Linked DNA regions of Rattus norvegicus: region 2 is linked to region 1. The links are chromatin contacts, called in public Hi-C maps. All regions are on one chromosome and are shown on one strand. The core of a region is the stretch at or near the end of the contact, and the rest is flanking DNA. Distances in the headings are between cores, read along the strand shown.

Region 1 (3,003 bases), core at 231-2,730:
TCTTTAGAGTCACTGACACTATTTTAATAAGGGTGTTTGCATCCTATGTATGTTACATAAGCAATTAAAGAAAAAACAGTCCCTGTTGAAATTGTTTTGTAAAAATAGCCTGGCTTTATTTGGGAAAAAAAACTATATATAACAACACTGCTTTCTAGTGTTACTTCCAGAGGTGTTTAAGGGCATTTATCTGAGTGACAAAAACCAGAGAAAGAAATGGCTTAAGTCAGTCTCTCACTTGGACTACCTTTTCTTTTCAAATATCACATATTCCTAAAGCTAACACAAACCCAACTCTAAACCTGAGTTTTACGTCCAAAATTAAGTTCAAAACTATTCTGTGGTAGCAAATTCCGTTGTGCATTAAACACATGTTCACTGCTTCCTACTTGAGACAAGATACTGCATTCTAAATTATGTAGTACTATATTTGGTTAGAATCCCGGGTGTTTAGAGACTGTTAACATTGGCTCTCATCAATCACTTTGAAATAGCAGTGTGACAAATCTGGAAACATGAGGAAACAAGTTTCTTAAGATAAACTGATCAGTTTCATTTAGAGTTAAAAAAAAAACCTAAGACATTCAAGTATTTTTTTAAAATGATAAAAACTTTTTGCGATCTGAATTTTATCTCTTGAATTTTAAAGAATTTCTGTAGCAAGGTTTAGATGCTTGACTTTGGATTCCTAAATATTATACTGGGAAAGGAAGCCTAAATCCTTAGCGTTTCTGTTGAAACTAAAATTGCAGATTATATTTTTTATTCTAATGTAGATCTCTTTCTACCTCTTGGATGTGGTCAAATGAATGGTAACCAGAGCTCTGAAAAGCAATGATTATAATCTGCACCATTTAGACCGCATGATATATAAGGCACAAACCTAACTTTAGAGGCAAGGCTGGAAGCTCTTGGGAACACTTAAAATTCTAGCAAAAAGTTGGTCAGTTGTTCAAATGTAAATTGCAGTAATACTTAAACAAATAAAACTAAAGAAGGAAAGAAAAGGGAGAGATGGAGCAAAGAGCTTTAATGAAATAGCTCAAACAGCTCGGAGTTTTTGGTACGTAGTCACTGATGGATGAACTGGGCTGGTTCTTACCTGCCTCCATCCCAGCGCCTTCAGGTGGACTGAGCCTGGGAAACTCCCCAACCTCAGTTTCTCCGCTAACAGGACCCCCTTTTCCCGAGCTGTCATACCCAGGGGGGTCACACTGCATTCCCCAGAGGACTGGACCACCTGTCGCGGGAACCGAACACCGCACTACCGAGGGGCGCGGGACTTGCTGTCCGGGGGTGGGGGTGGGAGTGGGGGTAGTCCATGCCCGCGCGGCCACGCCCACCCTCCCGCCGTGGCAGCCAGGCCTCCGGGCCGCAGGCGGGTCCTCTGCGCCTACCTCCCGCGGGACCGAAGACCGCCGGTGCCGCCGCACCCGTCGCCGCCGCCGCTCGCTCATGGAGAGCCCGGGCCGCCGCCGCCGCGGCCGCCGCATCTACCAGCTCCTCCGGCTGCCTTGGCCGGCCCCGGCAAGCGTGCGGGGCTCCGGCACGGCCTCCATCGCGCCCGCCGCGGCGGGAGCCACCGCAGCCGCAGCGCCCAGCCCCACCCGAGCGGCCCACGCAGCCGGGACCGCGGGGCGCGGCGCGTCGCTTGTTACGGAGCAGGATTCCGCGGGCCGCCCCCTCCCCCCAGCCCGGCCAGGCCAGCCGCCGGCCGCGAGGCTACGCAGGCGCGAAGGCCCCGCCCAGCGTGCGCGTGTCGGGTGTGTGTACAGTCTTCAGACTTGCCCAATCGGAGACAGGATCAGGTGTAGGAGGGCGGGTCCTGACGAGAGGGGCGGGGTCCCAGCGTGACAAGGTGGGTGGGGTAGCCGGAAATGGGCTGGGTTTTGCCTGAGCCGCAGCTGTCTGGGCTGGAACTGCTTGGCCTTTTGAAGTTAGTACCCATTTTGGACCAGTATTGATTTTAGTTTGATTCTAGGTCTTTGGAATCCTTAATTCAGAAAGAGAAAGCATACATGTATTTTTCTTAGCATCTTATGACTATGGGAGAATAATCATTTGTATATGTATATGTATTTGAAATAAGTATCTATGAAAAAAATTGAATTGCCATCTTAAATACTGTTTAAGATTAGCCATAGCATATTTTGCAGTGGAAGGGAACGCTATTAATACGTAGATAGCTTAAGCACCATTGTAGTGTTCAAAAAGTTAGAGATAAGGTTCTACACAGCAAGTGACAGATGCTCAAGAATTTGTGGCTTTACTCACAATTCATTTCATTAGTAACTTTTTAATTTCCAAAGAATTAAAGCCCTGTGTAGCTCTGTACCTGGAGAATACTCCTCAGAAACACTACCTCTACTCTCAGGCAGAACTGGAGATGATGAGAGTACCATTCAATCTTTGAATAAAGACTGTATAGGGGTCTGGATTCCCTAATCCAGGAGGGCAGATGCGAAGCGCTGATCGCCAGGTCATTAGATGGGCATTTTCACAGGCTGAGCTTAAGGAAGGTGGACGCCTTCTCGTATGGGACCTTCTTGAACGATACAATGTTTATGCAAGGCTGTAGGAGGACTTTATACACAAATCTCTCTAGATGGAGGTATGCAGGCTGGCAAAAAAGCTTGGGTGCAGGTAAGGGTGAGAGGAAACATAGTTCTCTAAGCAGAGAGAGGAAAAAGATATCCAAAGAATTCTAACTACAAGGCATTCTTTTTAATTTTCTGGCTTCTGTAGATTCTTGCTGCGTTTTACAGATGAGAATTACTGATACTATGATAGGTTAGACAAATTATTGTGTTGAAAAGGTTCACAAGATGCTAAACTTACAAACCTTGGTAAAAGAGCACTCCTTTAGAATATTTGTAAATGCCGATCGTGTATTTAATTCACAATCTCTCCAAGATATCAAGTTCACTTTACAGTAAGCAGTTCATTGTTCTCTTGAAAGCAGACGTAGGGGGTCGAGGGTGGAGAAGAGCAGCAGGACGTATC
Region 2 (3,003 bases), core at 237-2,736, 160 kb before region 1:
CCATTCCGGAAACCAGCTGAAACGCATGCGTGTTGAGCGAAGTTGGGCGAGTGTCTGGATTTAGTCGCCTTTGCAAGTTTTGTTTTGTTTTGTACTCTTCCCTTTCCCTAGCGGGTTTAAATGTATTCTCAAACCTGGAGTGGTGGCTCTGGCCTGAGGTGATGTCTGGAGAATCATGAGGTCAAGGTTATCCTTGGTTACCAGAGTTGCTAGGCCAAGAGTAACATGAGTAAATAGAATGTAGTTTTTGCTCTTCTTCAAATGAGGTATCACTGTTAACCTGATACTACTACATACAATGTTAAGATACATAACTTTGTGATCCCAGGGCAAGCATCCATTGTGACCGTAAAATGATTGAATATTTAAACCTGAAGATGAGAGTAAAAGCAAAAGTAGAGTTAAATAATTAATATTTTTCTCCATTTATCCTGAGAAAATGCAGTCTCATGTTACAAATGGCAACTTTAATGTTTTGCCTGTCTAAAGAAAGTGAATGTAATCTGGCTCTGTATTGAGAAACTAAAACAAATTTTTGTCATGGTATTTCTTTTTCTGTTTCCCTCCGTATGTTCTTGTTTCACACAAAGGTCTTGCTCGGAGGCTCACTCTGGTCTGGAACTGAGCATGTAGATCAAAATGGTCTTGAGCTGGCCAATGTCCTGCCTCAGCTTGTAAAGGGCTATACAGGCTCCTGAGTGCTTCAGGCATACAGATTTAGAGCAGTAAGCGTTCTTGTGCAGTTCTGTTAGTCATAGCTTTCTGCTTTCAGACTTGGGTACCAGTACAATTTTAGTAAATCTCTGTTCCCTCAGTTACTGAAGCAAAGTACAAACACACGTAGCTCCTGCTGTATCGGAAAGATGTATTTTAAGTGTAGCTTAATTGCATTGTTTTATTCAAGCTTCTAAATTTGTAGGCAAAACTCTGTTGGGGGAGGTTTCCATTTAGTTTTGTGAAAATTGTTTGATGGACAAGTACTAAGTCAATTTAGATAAGATTAGAATAGAACTAGATAAAACGAAACAGAAAACTCGAATGCTGTTATTTTCTTTAAAGAGTTTACAATCTGTACTTTTAAAGACGTAGTAGGCCGTAAATAATAAACAGGTGGGGCTTAGAAAGCGTCAAAATAAGCTTTGACATCATCACTGCGTTCATCAGGCTAACCGACTACCACAGATCTTTCTACTCAACAAGGCTCTCACAACCCAGCCTTGACATCACCCTAGCCCACGTCTCAATCCCCTTTAGGACGACGGCGGCCCCGCCCCTGAGTTTCCCTGCAGGCCCCAAGAAGACTAAGAATGGCAGAAGTCCCGCCCCCTCGAGCATGGCGCATGCCCAGGCCACGCTTCAGGGGTGGGGCTGCGTAGAATATGTGGGCTGACTCAGCAAGGCATAGGACCCACCCCTAGAGCGTGGCGCAAACCCGGGCCACGCCCTGGGGGCGGGGCAGCGCCGGGCTGAGGCGGGCTGGCTCAGTGCAGCAGCAGCAGCGGGGGAAGATGGCGGCGGCTGTTCCGCAGCGTGCATGGACCGTGGAGCAGCTGCGCAGCGAGCAGCTGCCCAAGAAGGACATTATCAAGTTTCTGCAGGATCACGGTTCAGATTCGGTACCAAAGGCTTCTGGGCGGCCGGGCTGGGGCGTCCCGGGGCCACTTCACCCCCCCGGAGATGCCTTACATACCGGATTCCTCCGTGCCCCCGCCCTCGCCTTCTGTGGCCCGTGCTGGCCAGGCCCGAGCGGCCCGCGTGAGCTCCCACCCCTTGGGCCGCCCCAGTTTCTGCGGGGATCAGCCCTTGTTTCCTAGGCCAAGGAGCTGCGATCGTAGATTTAAATCTCAGTTGGGATCTGTGAGGGCCGAGGACCTGAGAAAAAGGAACCTTGAAATGTTGGCGTCTCAGGCGGGGGCGAGGAACGGGGAGTGCATGCTTCCCGGGCTCAGAGTGTGCTGGCCACTGGGAAATGGGAGGGGTGTAAAGCTGTGAGGGAGTCTCGTGTGCATCTTGTTTGTCTTACCAGTGTATTAAATACACTGGTCCTAAATACAATGAACTATAATCTGTGATTTTCAAAAACCCATGTATTAGTGTTTTAACTTTTTCGTTCCAAAGCCTTTTACAAAATACCTTAGGGGAATTAAATGCGAATTTTTAATATTGTGGTCTTCTATGATTATAAGCACGCAGATTTGAAAAATTCTAGTTGTATAATGCAGTTTTCAGCCTTGTCTGCATATTAGCCACCCATTTTGTAGTCACAGGATTATTTTGTTAGACTTTGACTTCTTGTCCTTCAGAAAGGGTCATTCATTCCGTCCACCCTCACCCCCCAACTCCTTAATGTGTTTTGGAGGCAGCATCTTACATAGCCCAGACTAGCCTCACACTCACCTCACATTCACCTCGAAAGTGCTAGGGATAACAGCCCTGCGCCATATATGTCCTGTTCCATACCTCAGCTAAATTGTTGAATGATGGTACACGTTGTGCACATATCTACTGTTCAGAAATAGAAAGTGCGGCCTAAATTAGGTTTTCCTACAGTTTTCCAGAATCTAAAATGTCAAAATAGTGAGTGTTGTGTGATTCCAAAGTGAAAATGAATTTGGTGACAGACATTTAAATGCGTATTTTCCAGTCATCATTCACCTATTCATGCCTGTGTTTTTAGAGTCCTGCTATTTCAGTTTAAAAAAGTTTCTGGGTTCCTTTGAAAAGATTGTTTTTTCACTTAAGATCTCGTTGGGAGATTCAGGAACTCTCACACATGGCATCAGGATATGGTTCAGCCCATATTTTGGAGCATGTGCAGTAACCTGGAGACCTGTGTTTGAATGAATACGCAAGGGTGAAAGGGAAAGACACCCTTGCAGATAGACCTGTATATCATTTTACTGGATAGTCTCTTAAGCCATTATAATTTTCAGCAGTAGAGTTAGGCATTTAATACCTGAATACTGTACTTCTCTAAGCTGTCTTTAAACAGCTTATTTATCC

The links. A called contact is a pair of places that touch in the nucleus more often than the background predicts.
Region 2: a Hi-C map of liver shows a contact between it and region 1, with 2.9 times the contacts expected there. The contact joins the promoter of Fkbp3 here to the promoter of C6h14orf28 in region 1. A contact is called at or near these places in 3 of 12 Hi-C or Micro-C datasets (frontal cortex, liver and mammary epithelial cells).

Annotation. Positions count from the first base shown.
Region 1 is chr6:88,700,295-88,703,297 of GRCr8, reverse strand. C6h14orf28 (similar to human chromosome 14 open reading frame 28) reads right to left here and starts at 1,480. Exons shown (of 5, transcript NM_001108025.1): 1 at 1,398-1,480.
Region 2 is chr6:88,860,235-88,863,237 of GRCr8, reverse strand. It overlaps Fkbp3 (FKBP prolyl isomerase 3), which reads left to right and starts at 1,486. Exons shown (of 7, transcript NM_001106736.2): 1 at 1,486-1,616. The coding sequence starts at 1,509. It also overlaps a transcript of Fancm not described here.